Linked DNA regions of Mus musculus: all the other regions are linked to region 2. A link is a contact called in public Hi-C, HiChIP or PLAC-seq and promoter capture Hi-C data. All regions are on one chromosome and are shown on one strand. Each heading gives the region's core, a stretch centred on a gene start, on an enhancer-like site or on the middle of the called end of the contact. The rest is flanking DNA. Distances are from core to core; before and after follow the strand shown.

Region 1 (2,802 bases), core at 173-2,672, 1.0 Mb before region 2:
ATAAGGAACACTATCCCTGTGTCTACATCGTTCACCACAGCGCCCAGGTTCAGGCCATCGGAGGCCTCCCCATCGTCTACGATGAAGGCTGTAGAGGACCACGTGCTACCTAGAAGAAGAAGAAAAAAAAAAGAGCAGAGAGAAAATTGTACGGGTTGTTGTTTACTTCCTGCCTCTCCCCGGGGACCTCAATGTGGCACCAGAACCATGTTTCTTCTTTCTCTGACATTATTTCCTGCTAATTCCCCTGAGACATAATTCTCATTTTCAGTACCTTGGTTCTTAGTTACAGAAACTATGGACAAAATTCATCCTCTGGTTTCCCTAACTCATTAGGGACTCAAGCCCCAAAGTTCTATCTCTGGGCTGAAGTCATCCTCTGCCCTGGCCTCGGATGCCAGGAGCAGGAAGATCGCTGTGAGCCCCTGACCCCAACCAGCCCAGCAGCTCAGTGGTCCCCGGGGTCTGCTCGGCTCTGCTCCATTGATGAAGGGAACCCCCAACTCCCTACCCCGATCACCCATACAACCCAGCACCCGCTCTTTCCACCCGGGAGCCTTTGTTACCCTGGTCCGTGGACCTCCTCATGGCGATGAACTTGGCCCCCTCATCGGATGCAGATTTTTTCCTGGCCTCAGCGAAGGCCAGGAGCGTGCCCCGAGGGGTGGCTGTGATGAGCGGGATGCGGAAAGTGTCTACAGAGCCGATCTGCTTCCCGCTCACCCACAGCAGCTGCTCCATGGTCACCAGCGGCTGCACCTGCGCAGAAGGACACCTCAATGCAGACAAGCTTCACGAGGTTTAAGGTACCTAAGACCGATAGGTACTGGCTCCAGCCAGGGTTCCCATGAGAGAGGGTAATGGGGAGCCTGAGTAGGGGTGAAGGGTGTCCTAGAACAAGAGGTGGGAGCCCAGAGGATAGTATGGGCCGAACCTGGAGGCTCCTGAGCAAGGAGAGGCTGCGAGGGGAGAAGGAACCTTCAGGGATGAGGGGCAGGACCCCATAACAGTTGAGCCAGGGGCCCAAGGAAGCAAAGGTGTTGGGAGGGGATGGAGGGGCAGGAGTGTCACGCGGAGGGATGGCCGAGCTGGGCAGTGGCCACCTCTGCAGGTGCAGCAAGGCTCACCAGGCTGAAGTCATCCTCTGCCCTGGCCTCGGATTCCGCCGCGGACACCAGGAGCAGGAAGATCGCTGCGAGCCCCTGACCCCGACGGCCCGCCCAATAGCTCAGCGGTCCCCGGGGTCTGGTCGGGTCTGCCCCCACCATAGCTCCCGGCGATCCCTGTCCAGGAACTGGTCACCGGTGGCAAGCCGTCAGCTGACCTCGGCCCTTTAAAAGCGCGCACGTCACTCCGACCCCTCCCCTTGGGGGCCGCAGCCCGCGCTGCCGCGACTCCAATTAGTCCATCAGCATGTGACCCAGAGGCGGCCCCAGTCTGTGTGAGCCTTTTGACTGGCTCTAACGCCAGAACGTGACGAAAGGGGCGGGGCGTGTTTTAAAGCAACCGGCGGCTATGAAAGGCACTGACCCCTTGTGGAAGAGACAGGTTAGGGATGGCATATGACTCAGTTGGTAGAGTACCTTCCTAGTTTGTATGAGTCCCTAGGGTTGGGAAGCCCCACTCCTAGCTGAGGAGATCTTGGCAGTTGATGGCTGCTAGGGGAGAGAAAGGCACTTTTCTTTAGGAGTGTGCCCATGGTACCCCACGTCCCAGTGGATGACCCCAATGCCCTTAAGCACATGACTAACACTGATTAGAATCACTAGGTTAAAAATAATAAGCAGCTGGGCGTGGTGGCGCACGCCTTTAATCCCAGCACTTGGGAGGCAGAGGTAGAGGCAGGCAAATTTCTGAGTTCGAGGCCAGCCTGGGCTACACAGAGAAACCCTGTCTTGAAAAGCTAAAAAAAAAAAAAAAAAAAAAAAGCGACGAATGAATGAAAAAAGAGCCACCCTCCTTCCTGAGTTCTAAGCCAGCCTGGTCTACAGAGTGAGTTCTAGGATAGCCAGGGCTACACAGAAAAATTCTGTCTCTAAACAGACACAGATAACTTGGAAATTCCAGTGCTCCTGCCTGTACCTCCCAAGTACCGATTACAGGCATGTGTCCCAGCCCTGCTTATGCTATAGACAGAATCCGGGGACCCTTCCATGCTAGGCAAACTCTACCAGCTGAGTTACACCCCAGTCTCCTGGCCTCAGTCACCGAACAAGTTTTTCTTACTGGGTATTGAATCGTGTGATAGCAATTTGGATTTTAATTAAAAAAAAAAAAAAAGGAAGCAAGTTTTCACTGAAAATAAAGCCATAAACTTATCAAGAATATAAAATATTAGTCTTTAATAAAATCTGTTTTCTACAAAATCGTGATTCTCAAGGCATTGACGGCAGGGCTTCTGTACAGGAGGGCTGCATTTCCAGGTCACGATGAGTCTCTCACTTCTTCCTGGTCTTTCCCCCTGTAGGTGCCTCATTCTTCTTGCCCAGAATCTTCAGGAGTGCCTTGGGCATGTAGTAAGGCCGCTCCTGGGAACCATCATTTCTCTCCAGGTCCTCGACTGAGAGGCAAAGTAGATCCGTCAGGGTGGATCCTGATAATGGCACCCCACTGTACCCCAAAATAATCTGGGGTGTATAAACCAAACATCCTGGTTTCCTGTCCGGGCCACTTCAGGCAGTTTGATACAACTTCCCTGGCTGGCTGTAGACCAGGCTGTATAACCTGTTTTTCTCACACAAAGTGGGATAAATAACTGTATATGTCATAGGGTGATAACAAGACAAAAAAAAAAAAAAATCA
Region 2 (2,700 bases), core at 71-2,570:
GAAGGTGGCGGCTCCAATCCCAGTTACAAGAAGGGGAAGTAAGGATGATGGGGGGGGGGGGCGGTAGACTCAGAGTCATGTGGCCCTAGCCCCTCCCCCGACCGATCCCGAAAAACCAGCCTTGCTAGTCACCCTAACTTTACCAATGTCGGGGCCCAGGAGTCTGGATCCTCGGGCTCCGAATCTAACTTCTGGACCCTCCTGAATCCCTAAATCTTGCTGCGGACTACATCCTATCAGTCTCTTTGGACGAAGATGACCACGCTCTACCTATCCCGGGATCATCTCTCCAGGTGCCGGAACCTCTTGGCTTGCTGCCCTCTATTGAGCACCAGGGGGTGGGGGAAGAGGCGGCGAAATCTGAGGGTTCCCTCCCCAATCCTAGAGTCTGAGGAGCTGGTTACTGTGGAAACAAACCCCTCCCAGCCAAACAAAAAACGAGGAGGGAGACAGGGACCAAGATACAACTGCCCAGTGGCACCCGTCTAAGCAGGTATGGGCAAAGAGGGCCTGAGCCCCGCAGGCACAGTCAGCCCGTCTGCCAGCCAGCCATTCTGGTTCCGGCAGGTTCCTACGGGCAGGTTCCGAGCAGACAGACAGGGCGAACTTCATAGACACCAGGACCCGCAGCCAGGGGACAGATATCCAGAGAGAGTGTGGCGGGCGGGATGCGAGTGAGGCGGGGAGGAAGAGACCGAGGGACCCAGAGACACCGAAAGGAGGAGAGTCTCAGAAATATTTAATGCCCTGCCTCCCGCCACCCGCGTCTCACCTCTTCTTCTTCCTCATCCTCTTCCTCCTGCCCCCCGCCCACGGCCCGGCCACCTGGGTCCCCACCCTCTTCGGGGTCCCGGCTCCGGAAGCTGCTCAGCACGACTCCCCCGGGGGGGGTCGTGTCCAAAAGCAGCCGCAGGGGCCGCGGGAGCATGGCCGAGAGAAGCAATCAGCGGGGTCGGGCCATGGGGGCGCCTGGGGAGAGACGGGTGGGATTGGGTGGAGTCAGACGGGCGTGGGGGAGACGGACAAGAAGGGACCTAGGTGGGAGTCCCTGAGGAAGGCTGGGGGAGGGAGATACGGGAGTGGGGAAACCCAAGCCCTCGGTGCTTGCTTGGGACTTGGGGGCTAACTAGTGCGGAATGGGCAGGGTCACCCGGTGCTCCGGCTCTGACCTGCTCGGGAAGGGCGAGGGCTGCGCGCGGGTCCCGGGCCTCTGTTCTTGTCGGTCTCTGGCCCTCTACCGAGTCCCCTCCCCGGCTTTTCCGCGATGCCCCCCTCCTGCACCCCGCCGGGCTCCCGGGCCCTCCCGCCCTTTCCGCTTCCCCCCTCCCCGCGTCCGCCCGACAGCAGGAGCCAAAAAGGGAAGGAAGTGAGGACAGGAGCCAGGGAGAGCGACTAGGGGAGTGCTGGACGCCAGGGGCTGGGACGCAGGCTGCAGGTGCACTACTCCGCTGTCCCTTGCAGCCCCACTCGGTGGCTCTGAAGCCCGCGTCTCGCAGCAGACACGCTGGAGACCAGGGTCCTGTCTCAAGCCTCCACAGGAAGGCAAACACGGAATTTTAAGTCACTTTTTCTAACCAGAGCGGCGCTGCAACTGCCGAGGAAAGTGCCCTAGCAGTGGCGCGACCCCGTTACTGCAGCTCGAGAATGACACTGCCGCCCCGGCACGAGTGCAACGGAGCGAATCCGCGCCGGGTTTTCTGTGCCGCCCTTATGCCCGCCCACTCGCGGGGAGGGGGCGGAAGCCGGCTAGTGCGGCGCTTCCGGTTCCACTCGGGTCCGTCGCTCCGGGCGTCCGGCTCTCACCGTGCGCCCGAGCGCGCGCGGTTCCCACGGTGGCTATGTCGTCTCCCGGGTGCGAGACGAGGACCGGGAGGTGACCGAGGTTGGCTGTGCTTGGAAACGGGAGAATGAGAGGCCCGCATGGAAACTCGGAAAGACTTTATTAGCTCACGAGGACCGGCGAACAGGAGAGGACGAACCACACGGGGACATTCGTAAAGGGCCGAGACCCACCAGGCCCGGAGATGGTAAAGGTGGACCAGGCAAAAGAAAAGCTGTGGTAGGAATGGAGAGCTGGAGAGGTAGGCTTTAGTCCGCGAGGGAGACACATGGACCTTTCCGTCTCTAGACTACTGCTGTGGGCTGTCCCTGAGGTCTCTAGAATCTTAAGATGCTATGAAGACCTTTCGTCCTAATCCCCTGGCCAGTGGTTCTCAACCTTCTTAACATTAACGCAGTTCAAGTTGTAAAATTATTTTCTTTGCTACTTCGTAACTGCCTTTACTACTGTTGTGAATCCTAATGTCTGGTATTTCCGATGGACTTAAAGGGGGTTGTGAGCCACAGGTTATGAACCCGCCTCTCTGGCGCATACACTGGTTCTTCTCAACCCTGGGACTCTACGCATGTGTGTTCTTATATTTAGTTCTCTCAACAAAGCCCCGCCAAGTAACCCCGACTGACCTGAAACTCCCTATTTGTAGATCAGGCTGGCATGGAAATGTCAGAGATCCACTGCCTCTGCCTCCCGACTGTGGGCATCAAATGAGTGTGGCGCTAAGTCTCGCTTTTTTCTCATCTTAAAAGTTTAGTTCGAGTCCAGCGGTGGTGGCGCACGCCTTTAATCCCAGCACCTGGGAGGCAGAGGCAGGCGGATTTCTGAGTTCGAGGCCAGCCTGGTCTACAGAGTGAGTTCCAGGA
Region 3 (2,951 bases), core at 382-2,881, 2.0 Mb before region 2:
TTGCTTATTTATTTATTTTTAAAGATTTATTTATTGTTATATGTAAGTACACTGTAGCTGTCCTCAGACACACCAGAAGAGGGCATCAGATCTCATTACAGATGTTTGTGAGCCACCATGTGGTTGCTGGGATTTGAACTCAGGACCTTCAGAAGAGCAGTCGGTGCTCTTAACCGCTCGCTGAGCTATCTCGCCAGCCCCGAGTTCTTATATTTAAAAGAATCATTTTAAGGGAGTTCACACATTCAGGCACCATGGTTCAGCAAGCTCCTTCCTGCATGCCCAAGTGTTTTTGACATAATTAGATCACATCACACACCATCCCAGTTAGAGCAAAGCAACAGTGCAGGATGGTACAGGAAATCTTGAAGTATAAAATAAGCCCTCCCCTACCTTTGCTAGAAGTCTTAGACAAGAATCCTTTAGGGAGGTAGCTGCCCATCGTCTTTGTTCCCACGCTATCCCTCCTTTCTCCTCTGACCCCTCCATGCCACCTTTTCATCCTGAGCCTCTTCCCCTTCATCTCCCGTTTCTTCTACAGGGGGACTCCCTGGGGGCTGGTAGCCCAAAGCTGCCACTACAGCCGCCATGGGGGATTCAATACCTCATTCCTGGGTACAGGTAAGTAGCCACTTTTTCTTATTCTCCAACCAAATAGGTCACACACACATACGACTACAGTCTCCCTAGATGCCTGGTATTTCCACAGGCAACCAAGAACGGAAGCAGGGGGAACAGGAAGCGGAGGATAGGTGAGGTCTACACCTCCCCCTTAACAGCTGCCAGCACCTTCTGACACTGCCTAACACTACTCCTCCTGCTTCCTCCTAAGTCTGTGTGAACTGGATACCAGTTTCCCCCACACATCTTTCTACCTAACGTCGTATAAGCCTTCTTCCTTGTGGCTTGAATTCTGGTGTTTTTCCCCTCTGTCGTGCTCTGAGTACTTAAGTTTGGACACCGTGGTAACTGTCCCAGCCTTAAAACCCAACAGGTGTCTGTACATTACCCTGCACCCACAACCTTGAAGAATTGTCTCAGCGTAATTCCCCGTTAGCAGCTCTAACACACGCTTCATCTCCCTGCCCACCAGGTCGGCCAGTGAGGATCGGGTCTTGTTACTGGATGGGTCTGGGGAGGAGCCTACACAGACAGGTGCTCCAAGGGCCCAGGCGCCACCCCCCCAGTCCTGGACGGTGGGTGGGGACATAATGAACGCCAGGGTCATTCGAAACCTGCAGGAACGCCGCAGCACCAGGCCTTGGTAACCATGGCCAAAGCTTAGTCCTCAGTATGGATGCATTCATTCACTCATTCATTCAACAGGCCTGTCAGCCTCAGATCCTTTGTATCGTTATTTTTAACCAGAGCAATAAAAGTATTTATTTGTTATCACTATAGCTACCGACAAAAAGTGACTTGTCATTATTCAAATTCACATGCCCCTCAGTCTCTCTCCTGAAACTATATTCAGTCCTACCTCCCCTCATTTTGCTAGGCCTGACAAGAGGCTGCGCAGGCGCCCTGGGAGCGCCCCGGCCCGCTGTGCGCAAGCGCACTCCCGCGTAGCGGCGCCTGGGCTGCTGCGGGCCCGCTGTGCGCAGGCGCACGGTCTCTCCGTTTTCCTCCCTTAGCCCCGGCCCCCCCCTCCCTCCTTTCCCCTTCACGAAGCCGGCTCCGGGGCGCGCTGCCCGGCGAGGAGACGGAGACGGGACGCGGGAGGCGCCCGTTCACTCCCGGAACACCATGTACCGTCCGAGCCCGGGGGCCGCCCGGCGCCTCGGGCCCTGCCTCCGCGCCTACCAGGCGCGACCCCAGGTGAGGAGGGGCGGGCGGAGACCCTCCTCAGAGCCGGCCGAGGGGCGGGGCGCCGGGCCGCGCAGGCGCAGAGGCCCCCGCCGCCCCTGACCACCCGTGTGCTGCACGTGTGAGGGGCGCGGGGCCCGCTAGGGCCGGCGTTCCCGGTGAGGTCCGGGGAGCGGCTATCCCGGGTGGCCCCGGTCCCCGCCGTTCTTACCTGTGCCTGGAGGTGACTTGAAGGGCAGGGCAGAGAGGCCGGAACTGCGGGCCTGTGGTGCACCTGCAGAACGGTCCTGCCCGAAAGGCTGGCCGCTGCACCGGGTCGGGCTCCGGGGGACGGCGGGAGCACGGCCACGCCCCCGGCGACGGGGAAGGCTCCCAGAGGGCTCGGCCAGGCCCCATGGACCCCCTGCCCCTGGGGTTCCTGGGCGCCAAGGGACTTGGAATCAGGCTTGACCTCGGGTGACCTGCCATCCTTGCAGTAGCAGCGTTAGTGACCGAGTTCACCCTTCAGCAATCGGCCCGATTGTCATTTAATGGTGCAGAAAATGATAATATAGAATATATATGTAATATATAATGATAATAGCTTCCGTTTATGTACTACTTTATGGGTGACGAAGTTTATACATTCATCATCCTGTTATATAGGCCTCTCCTCTATTTACTGGAAACTGAGGTGCAGGCAGAGTGCCCAGAGGTTCCAACAGAGTCAACTCAGAACTATTCACACCTTCACTTGGATGTTCTTTGCCCTGCACAGCTCTATTTCAGAATCCTGATACATGTTATATATAGATCGCATCATTTCTCCCATGGAGCAGTAAACCAGGATAATGATGGAATCATAGGTGTTCTTTCTAAAGTTGGGGACGGTGGCCCTGGTGCTGTTGTCCTCCTGCGCTCTTTCCTCATGTCTCCCTTTCCTCTGGTAAACTCTCTTCTGCAGGTAGGACTTGAAGCTTCTGATCAGCCCAGCTGGGGTGGAGGAGCATGAGCTGATTTCTTGTTCCTTTGTTTGGTTTTGTTTTTTAAAACTAGGTCTGTGTAGCCCTGGCTGGCCTGGAATCCATGGTAGCCCCTACACCACCATGCTTAGATGTCTGATTTTTTTCTTTTTGTTCTCTTTTCCCTAGGACCAGCTCTCTCCT
Region 4 (2,868 bases), core at 348-2,847, 1.2 Mb before region 2:
CAGTAACGGAGACTGACACAGATTCATGGCGTTGAAAACACCAGCCTCTCTGTCTACTCAAGTTAATCAAGCCTTCCCAGTTGGCCCCACTCAAGAGAGTCCCAGGTTTTGTCCCCAAGAGATGTGAGAACATCACCATAGGAACTCTGCCAGGGAGAACAGCTGTCTCTGCAGCCACAGAAGTTAGTTGCCAGGGAGGATAGGTCACTAGGGACTGCAAGACTCAGAGACCTGCAGCCGATCCCAAAGGTAAATTTGTTATCCTTAGGGCTCAAACTGCTCTGGAAAAAGCTTATGGTACACAAAGGGGACTTCCTAAGGGAGAATGCCAACGGTAGGCACTTGGGATACGCTGGTCCTCTGTGCAAGCTCTGCTGTACAGGGCCCAGAGCACCCCTCACCTCCTGGGGTGTTGCCTTCTCCAGGGCTGGGTTTGACTGGCAGATGCTGGGACTGACTTACCAGTGCCAGGATGCTGTCTGCATGTTTCTCCAGGGCCCGAGGCTGATAATACGTATCCTGCCAAAACAGATGGCCTGTTAAGGACCTTGCCAGCTGACAGGCCCTTCCTCCCTTCCAGAAGCCCTAACCTGTGTCACCTGGTTCTAGCCTCTGTGGCCATTTCTCCTGGGATACTCCTGTTTCTGCTGAAGCTTCAACTCCCCCCCCCTGACATTTCACCCCTCACCCTGAAAGCAATCACGGGGTGCTAGGCTTGGAAGCAAAAGTGAAAGCAGCATTTGGAAAACCGGTCCTTTTTTTCCCCTGAAACTCCATACAGATATGATTGTGTCACTATGGGGAGAGGAGTAAAATTGAAAATGAGAGACTCCATGACAATTCTAAGAGGGAAGGAATAGCATTTGATGTAAGTCGATTCCGGGAAAAATGTCGCTAAGTGTGGGCACTTCGGAAAGCCTCCTAAACATAATTTGCAACCAATAAAAACAAAAACATTTTGGAGAGCAAACTACCACCCTGAATGCAAGACCCTGGTTTTCAGGCTAGGTTTGGGGGCACAAGGCGCACAAGTAAATACATGACATGAAGTCATTTTTGAAACTGAAAAGTCAGGTTAAAGAGAAAGTCAACAGATCCTGGGAGAAATTGGGAGTAGGTGGGCAAAAGCCAGTGCGCGCAGGGGACTCCAAACTCAACTGGGACCAGCCATTCGGGGGACGCGGAGGGGGAAAAAAAAAAGCAAGCGTGGTGGTGGGTGTGAGGAAGAGTTCCTCCAAAGCCGTAAAGAGAGGCGGCGGCTGGGCCCTGCGTGACTGGGAGGGGGCCGGGAAGCGCCCGCAGGCGGACTGCGTGCGCGACCGCCACTTGACAAGCGGGCTCCCCCGTTTCCCACAGTGGGCGCGCCGGGCGAGCGCAGCGCAGCGCGGTCTGGACCATACCATGCTCTCCGCCGGGGGGAACCCGACTCACCCAGGAGCTGGACGAGGCGGCGGGGACGGCAGTGGGAGTCTCGGGGACGCTGGACGCGGCCCGGTCCGTGTCCCTCTCCCGGTAGATCTTGTAGAGCCGGGGGCCGAGGACGCAGCTCAGGAGCTTCGCCATAGCCCCGGCTCGGGCCGCTGTCCCTCGGCCTCAGGTCCCCGCCGGCCCCGCCCGTAGTCTCCTGGGCGCTGCGTGCGTGCCTGTGTGCGTGCGTGACGTCAGCACGTATCCGCTCGCCCCGTGGCAGGGTCCAGCCTGACGTTCTCGCCACGAGAGGAGTGTTCAGCGCAGTGGGCGACGGTCTACAGTTAGTTAGAGCTGTTCTGAATAGAGAAACTTAAGAAAATGAATGCCCCAGGTGGTTACTTTTTTTTTTTTAAAGATTTCTTTATTTATTATGTGAGTACACTGTTACTGTCTAGAGACACACCAGAAGAGGGCATCAGATCTCATTACAGATGGTTGTGAACCACCATGTGGTTGCTGGGATTTGAACTCATGATCTTCGGAAGCGCAGTCAATGCTCTTAACCGCTGAGCATTTCTCCAGCCCCCACATTTTTTTTTTGGTTTTTCGAGACAGGGTTTCTCTGTGTAGCCCTGGCTGTCCTGGAACTCACTCTGTAGACCAGGCTGGCCTCGAACTCAGAAATCTACCTGCCTCTGCCTCCCCAGTGCTGGGATTAAAGGCGTGCACTACCACGCCTGGCTTCACTTTTTTTTTTTTTTTAAACCCTATCCCTTAATGTCAGCATGTTCTGGAACGATCACTGGGTGAGAGTAGGAGCATTTGACAAGAACTTCAAGAAAAGAGGCTAGTGTCTGGATTTGTAGCTCAAGTATAGAAAACTTTGCTTAACATGCTGAAAGCCCTGGGTTACACACACACACACACACACACACACACACACAGATCTAGGGATGTATCCATTAGAAGAAATAGCAGGATTCTTCTGAAGAATTCTATTTAAATTTTTTTTTATTTTATGTATATGAATACACTGTAGCTGTTTTCAGACACACCAGAAGAGGGCGTCTGATCTCATTACAGATGGTTGTGAGCCACCATGTGGTTGCTGCTGGGACTTGAACTTAGGATCTCTGGAAGAGCAGTCAGTGCTCTTAACCACTGAGCCATCTCTCTAACCCAAGAATCTTTTTTTTTTTTTTTTAAGTTTTTGAAAGAAGTAATCTGCCCGATGTAGTGCCACATGCTTTTAATCCCAGCACTTGAGAGACAGAGAGAGATGGGTGTGTTGACAGATTGGCCTCTTGAGTTCCAGGCCACCCTAGTCTACGTATGTAGTGAGTTCCAGGCCACTCAGGGCTATATAGAGAAACCTTGTTCAAAGTGCTAGGATTGGTGGTAAAGGGCTCTGGCTGCTTTTCGAGATGTCCTACATACAATTCTCAGCAACCACATGGT
Region 5 (2,914 bases), core at 346-2,845, 1.4 Mb before region 2:
CATGATCGAGGCAGGGGTGGACCTGGCTTCAAAACAGATCCTGTCATTTTCATGTGACCCAGACACTTCCTGCTGCCCTCTGCCCCACCTCTGTAAGGAGTTTGCAGACCAGAGCAGTGTTTCTCAATATTCCTAATACTGCGACCCTTTAATTCCTGGTACTAACCCCAACCTTAAAGTTATTTTCAGTGTTACTTCATAACTGTAATTTTGCTACTGTTTTCTGATGGCCTTAAGCAACCCCTGTGAAAGAGTTGTTTGACCCCCAAAGGGGTCATGACCCACAAGTCCTAGAGTGAAGGTACATGCTTGACCAAGTTGTTTGGTTTTTGAGACAGGGTTTCTCTGTGCAGCCTTTGTTGTCTTGGAACTCTGTAGACCAGGCTGGACTCGAACTTAGAGACCCACCTGCCTCTACCTCCTAAGTGCTGGGACTGAAGGTGTGTGTCTCCACAGCCTGGCAACCTTGACCAAGTCTTGAACAAAAGCTAGGCTGGTTTGCAGACCTGTAACCCTGGCTAATTAGGGACCAGAAGCACTGGATGGAAAACCTGCTTCAGTTACAGAGTAAGTTCAAGGCCAGCCTGGACCACGTCTTAAAAGTAAAGGCTGGGACACAGCTCGGTGGCAGGAAGCCGTCCCTAGGTCCCATCTACAGCGTGGGGGAAATTCCAGGTGAAAGATGCTGTCAAGGGAAAAAAAGAGTAATTTGAGGTTATTTCCTTTACCCCATTCACTTCCCAGGGCCTTGGCTGGGGGCCTAAGTCCACCCAGACCCCGTCCCAGGCATCCATGCTCCTTTCTCACTTGTTACAACTTTCCCACCTACTCCACCACCCCCTTCTAGGTGTCAGACCTGGGGATCCCAGGCTTCTGGTTTTACCTTATAGCCCCGGGTGTTCTGGAACTTGCTATGTGGTTGAAGAATGCAGAGATCTGCTCTCCTGAGTTTTGGGATTGAAGGCATTCCCAGAGAAACCCAGGACCCTTTCTTTGTGTGGTCACATCAAGCTCAGCCGGTGTGTAGTTCAGTGAGGACACGGTCAACAGGCAGGAAGCCCTGGGGTAAATCCTGGGCAACAGCAACCACAAAAGGAAAAACAACTAATGCTCTGCTGTGGCGGGCTGTGCAGGGGATACCCGGTTTCTTAGTGTGGCCCTTCCTCAGTGTGAGCTGGACAGCTTCGCGGGCTTGTGAAGCTGGCCAGCAGTTCCTGAACTCTGCAGTCTGCAGTCTGGAGGGACATTTGACATAGAGCCCAGTCCATCTCCAAGATTCTTGGGAGCTGCGATGCGGAGCACGGCCGCCAGGGGGCAGCAGGACACAGGAATAGGAGCGGCTCCAGTTCCTGATCACCTAAGTGGCTGTGAGCTTTGAATGCTGGGAAAGGTAGGGAGTTGTGGTCGCCTATGCCCTCTTCATACCGAAGCAGCCAGGGATTTTCCTTTCAGCCCCAAATCCTCTGGTTTGTGGTTTTCACGGGTCCTTATGATCTTCGGACTGAAACACAACTTCTGAGCGAGATTACACCTCGGCTCCTCTCTAGATTGTGACTCAGCACCAACTCTCCAGTCACAGTGACATAGACACACACACACCATGGCATGCTGAGGTGAGGCATGAGGATCAAGTTGTAGGTGGGAAAGGTCAGGACTGGAGAGATGACTCAGAGGTTGAGAGCATTAACTGCTCTTCCAAAGGCCCTGAGTTGATTTCTCAGAAATCACGTGGTGGCTCACAACCATCTATAATGAGATCTGGCGCCCTCTTTTGGTGGCTATAGACATATGCAGGCAGAACACTGTGTACATAATAAATTTTTAAAATAAAATAAAGAATTCAAGGTCCACCTGAGCTACAACAAGGCATACAGCACAAACAGCATAAATGAACGAACACACAGGCTCCATAGACCAGTAGCATCAGGGGCCACTCTGTAGAAGGAATCACCCTTCCCTGGCTGATTCCCTAAGATCATTGTGTACACATCATTAGATGTACACGCCTACTGCAAGGGTCCCTAGAGTGCTGATCTAGGTTTGGAGGTGTTCCTATGCGCTGTAGTGACCCCCAATACTGTTCAGGTATCTCTTTCTTTACAGAAATCTTATTTCCCTTCATTTATTTTTCATTCTTTTAAAAAATATTTTTATTTATATGGGTGTTTTGCCTCCATGTATCTTGCGCGCGCTCAACTGGCCAGGAAGAACGACGCTGCAACAGGATCCTTCTGCACACGTTTATTGGGAGAGCTTGATTGTAGAGGCGAAAAGACCTCGAGCCCAGAACTGGTGCTGCTTTTATAGGCCTAGGAGAGGCGTGTCTCACACCCGGATTGGTTATGCACTATGCCTCATTTGCATGTTCCTCATCTGATTGGCTACTCTCTCTCAGTACCTCACAGAGCCTCATTATCATAACTCATTTGCATGTCTCACATCTGATTGGTTACTCTCTCTCAGTACCTTACAGAACCTCATTATCATACCTCATTTGCATGTCTCACATCTAATTGGTTATACTCTCAGTACCTTACAGAACCTCATTATCATGCCTGGGCCAGGCAGTGTCTTTGCAAAAAACTTTACTGCATATGTACACATTGGTTGTTTGTCCAATTTTATGCGTGGTGGCCAGCAGTAGTCAGTGCCACTCAGCAACGGCACATGTGGCTTCCCACACATGTATGTCTGTGCCCCACAAGCATGGAGTTCCCCAGGCCGCCAGAAGAGGGCACCCTACCCATCTAAGGCTGAGTTACAAGTGGATGAGAACTGGAACTGAACCCAGGTCCTCTGGAACAGCAGTGAGCATTCTTCACCTCGGAACAATCTCTGCAGCTCCATAATTTTATTCGGAAGTGACACCATTTTTATTTTTATGCCTTGGCTCTCTGAGATTCTTTTCTCTGCA
Region 6 (2,700 bases), core at 42-2,541, 1.8 Mb after region 2:
AAAGTGTATCCGTGACTGTCCTGGAATTTGCTAGGTAGACCAGGCTGGCTTTGAATTCACAGATCTATCTGCCTTTGCCTCTGGAGACCGTGTGAACCATGACATCTTCCCCAATTAACAAAAATACACTTATTTATTATGTAGCCAGTTGGGGGGGGGGGCGCGGCAGGGAGGGGAGATGGGCCCTCTACAATGTAGAGATCAGAGGACAACTTGTGGAAGTTGTTCTCTCCTCCCACTACAGGAGTGTCTGTGTATGCCCTTCCAGGATTATATGGGTCCTCTGTTTCAGTCCTTTGGTCTCCTAGTGATGGAGATGTTCAAGAACGGCACCCTTCACCCGACTCCTGAGATTTCCCCTGAATGCACCTCTAGAGCTTCCATTCTCACTTCACACAGAGGGAGTGTTCAGAGCCTTTGCAGGTCTCCTGGATGTAAAACTCAGTGAATGGCAACGAAATGATAGGCCTCATGGTAAAACCATGTAGAGTGTGGGATGTGCTAGGAGCTGGTGTGGATTTTTTTTACAAAGTATTTTATCTTATTTCTTGCGCACATAAGCGTGTGTGTGTGTGTGTGTGTGTGTGTGTGTGCGCGCGCGTGCGTGCAAGCATTCGAGCACAGTGTGTGTAGGAGTGCATGTGTATCACGGGGTACATGTGGCAGTCAGAAGACAATGTATGTGTTGGTTTTTTTATTTTAGCATGGGAGGCCCAGGAATTGAACTCGGGTGTCTGTGATTGGCAGCAAGCACCTTTCCCTCTTCGGTAGACCTTTGTGATCTTCACATTGTAGGAGAGCTGCACACAGGTACATGAGACTCATATCCACGAAACCCCTGGCCAGATTGTAAATGCTGCCCGCCCGGGTTTGTGGCGCAGTTGGAGCCTGAGTTTTGAGGTGATTGATGTTTAGTGTCCCCATGAAACTTCTATATGGTTTGCATGGGTGCGGCTACTTTTGTTCATTGGCCTCTCTACACCCAGGTTTAGAGGGTTTGGAGTCAGGGGTGTTTGCGTTTGTGTCATGACTGTGTGTGTGAGCCCTGGCTTTGGTTGTGTGCTGGAGGATAAGGATGGATGTGCTCACGAGCTGGATACCTGTCACGTCACGCAGGTTAAGCCCGCATCTCTTGTGGCAGACCTGAGTGTACCGAGGTCTGCAAGTCCCAGGCTTGGCGGGTAGAAGGGTCGGACCCCAGGAGGCCGGGCAGGGGGCGGGGGCGCTCAGAGCCGGCCCCGGGGCGGGGCGAGCCGCCCAGGCCTGGGGGCGGGGCAGCCCGACAGCCTCACTTCGGCGAAGTTGGCGGCGCGGAGGCTGGCCCGGGACGTGCCCGGAGCCCTGGGAAAGAGGGAGGAGGGAGGAGGGAGGGTCGTGGCCGGCCGCCATGGGGCTGGGGGCCCGGGGCCGCCGCCGCCGTCGTCGCCTGATGGCCTTGCCACCGCCACCACCGCCCATGCGGGCGCTGCCCCTGCTGCTGCTGCTAGCGGGGCTGGGGGCTGCAGGTGAGGGATCAGGGACTCGGAGGGTGGGACTGGGGTTGCAGGGGCGGGGAAGCAAAAAAAAAAAAGTATATATATATATATATATATTCTCCTAAGTTTGGAATTTAGAGGACCTGCCCCCCCAGGATTAAAGCCGGGGCAGAGATGCAGCAGCTGGGGGTGTGTATCAGTCATGGGGTTCGCACAGATTCATGATGGGAAGGCAGGATCCTAGAGGCCCAAGGAATCGAGACCCTTGAATGAATCAAGAGTCCAAGAGTAGGAGCTGGAGTTGTGGGAATCTGGGGCTGAAATTCGGAAGCGAGGTGTACCAAAAGTTTCAGGCTCACCCCATCCTACTTCTGCCTGGAGTCCTGGGAAGGTTAGGATGGGGGCTCAAGGACCCCCCAAGGCCTAGGACCCCTTGCACAAAAGCGCCTCCCCTATCCCGGGCGGGCCGTGAAGGGGGGGGGGGGACAAGGAGGGGGCGCGGAGTTCTCGGAGCTCTGAACTCGGAGAAAACGTCTCATGTTGGAGAGCTGCAAGACCCGGCGCTGGAGCGCGAGAAGCAGGAGCTGGAGCCCTTGCGAAGCCCGCGCCCCCTCCCCCGCGTGCCGCCCGATCCCTCTTCAGGCCGCCGGGATCCCGTAGTCTCGGGACCCCGTCTCTGTGCCGGGAGGAGAAGGGGCGAGGTCCACGTGCTCATCTCCAGCTTCTGGGCCCCCATCCCTGTGGCCGCAGCCCCTCCCCAGCATGCCTGGGCCCCCCTCCCCTCTTCCTCCACTCTGAGCTCCCCTCCCCCGCTCGGGACAATGGCTTCGCCGTCTAGACACCCCCTCCCCCCGGCCGGCCTCACGCTTTCTTTGCCAGACAAAGCGGGACCCACGAAGGGCCAGAGCGGGGACTGAGGGGGCGCCCCCACCCCTGCCCCGGGAGGCCTGATCAGCGGGGGAGGGGCATAGGCAGTTGGCTGTGGCCAGGGGTTCTAGGGCTCCTATGGTGGGACTCAGTGCTGGGCCGGGTGAGAGTTGCATAGAGAGTGGCTTAGCCTCTAGGCTCTACTAGGCAGGACTGGGCAGGAGCCACCGCCCCCGCGGGGCCAGTGCAGACTCATGGCCTGTCACACATAGAAAGGGAAAAAAATGCATGTGCACAGGTTTAGTACAGCCATAGATGCACACTTGGCACACACAAGACACACCTATGTGTTTGCTGC

Evidence for each region. Promoter capture Hi-C pulls out the DNA fragments that hold promoters and counts their contacts. Hi-C and Micro-C count contacts between places; a contact is called where the count stands out from the background. HiChIP or PLAC-seq counts read pairs in DNA pulled down with a chosen protein or histone mark.
Region 1: a Hi-C map of B cells shows a contact between it and region 2, with 6 read pairs. The contact joins the promoter of Neu1 here to the promoter of Rgl2 in region 2. A contact is called at or near these places in 1 of 39 promoter capture datasets (liver), 1 of 484 Hi-C or Micro-C datasets (B cells), 1 of 115 datasets of contacts at active chromatin or transcription factors (pancreatic cancer cells) and 1 of 9 other capture datasets (embryonic stem cells).
Region 3: a contact with region 2 is called in a promoter capture Hi-C map of liver, with 5 times the contacts expected there. The contact joins the promoter of 2310061I04Rik here to the promoter of Rgl2 in region 2. A contact is called at or near these places in 3 of 39 promoter capture datasets (cranial neural crest, hippocampal neurons and liver), 1 of 115 datasets of contacts at active chromatin or transcription factors (embryonic forebrain) and 2 of 9 other capture datasets (adipose tissue and liver).
Region 4: a Hi-C map of B cells shows a contact between it and region 2, with 7 read pairs. The contact joins the promoter of Abhd16a here to the promoter of Rgl2 in region 2. A contact is called at or near these places in 1 of 39 promoter capture datasets (liver), 1 of 484 Hi-C or Micro-C datasets (B cells), 1 of 115 datasets of contacts at active chromatin or transcription factors (embryonic forebrain) and 1 of 9 other capture datasets (liver).
Region 5: a FOXA1 HiChIP or PLAC-seq map of pancreatic cancer cells shows a contact between it and region 2. The contact joins the enhancer-like site here to the promoter of Rgl2 in region 2. A contact is called at or near these places in 3 of 39 promoter capture datasets (the 3T3-L1 cell line and cranial neural crest), 1 of 115 datasets of contacts at active chromatin or transcription factors (pancreatic cancer cells) and 1 of 9 other capture datasets (liver).
Region 6: a contact with region 2 is called in an H3K4me3 HiChIP or PLAC-seq map of embryonic limb bud, with 6 times the contacts expected there. The contact joins the promoter of Notch3 here to the promoter of Rgl2 in region 2. A contact is called at or near these places in 1 of 484 Hi-C or Micro-C datasets (the HL-1 cell line) and 2 of 115 datasets of contacts at active chromatin or transcription factors (embryonic limb bud and embryonic stem cells).

The regions. Positions count from the first base shown.
Region 1 is chr17:34,929,873-34,932,674 of GRCm38.p6, reverse strand. It overlaps Neu1 (neuraminidase 1), which reads right to left and starts at 1,422. Exons shown (of 6, transcript NM_010893.3): 1 at 1,128-1,422; 2 at 567-759; 3 at 1-109. The coding sequence starts at 1,268. Slc44a4 (solute carrier family 44, member 4) reads right to left here. Exons shown (of 21, transcript NM_023557.3): 21 at 2,239-2,560. The coding sequence ends at 2,439.
Region 2 is chr17:33,928,514-33,931,213 of GRCm38.p6, reverse strand. Rgl2 (ral guanine nucleotide dissociation stimulator-like 2) reads right to left here and starts at 1,320. Exons shown (of 18, transcript NM_009059.2): 1 at 1,170-1,320; 2 at 773-969. The coding sequence starts at 928. Tapbp (TAP binding protein) reads right to left here. Exons shown (of 8, transcript NM_009318.2): 8 at 1,924-2,700.
Region 3 is chr17:35,896,058-35,899,008 of GRCm38.p6, reverse strand. It overlaps 2310061I04Rik (RIKEN cDNA 2310061I04 gene), which reads left to right and starts at 1,631. Exons shown (of 6, transcript NM_001033630.1): 1 at 1,631-1,818; 2 at 2,937-2,951. The coding sequence starts at 1,747. Atat1 (alpha tubulin acetyltransferase 1) reads left to right here. Exons shown (of 13, transcript NM_001142744.1): 11 at 542-621; 12 at 710-752; 13 at 1,094-1,414. The coding sequence ends at 1,268.
Region 4 is chr17:35,088,020-35,090,887 of GRCm38.p6, reverse strand. It overlaps Abhd16a (abhydrolase domain containing 16A), which reads right to left and starts at 1,597. Exons shown (of 20, transcript NM_178592.3): 1 at 1,432-1,597; 2 at 463-519. The coding sequence starts at 1,563.
Region 5 is chr17:35,300,567-35,303,480 of GRCm38.p6, reverse strand. No RefSeq gene overlaps it. Among named protein-coding and RNA genes, the nearest start is that of H2-Q1, 19 kb to the left of the region's middle. Within about 2 kb of position 1,595, at least 127 of the 459 cell types and tissues checked have an H3K27ac peak or open chromatin away from gene starts, as enhancers often do. A contact at or near this core is called in pancreatic cancer cells, where this site is marked.
Region 6 is chr17:32,165,481-32,168,180 of GRCm38.p6, reverse strand. It overlaps Notch3 (notch 3), which reads left to right and starts at 1,291. Exons shown (of 33, transcript NM_008716.3): 1 at 1,291-1,505. The coding sequence starts at 1,388.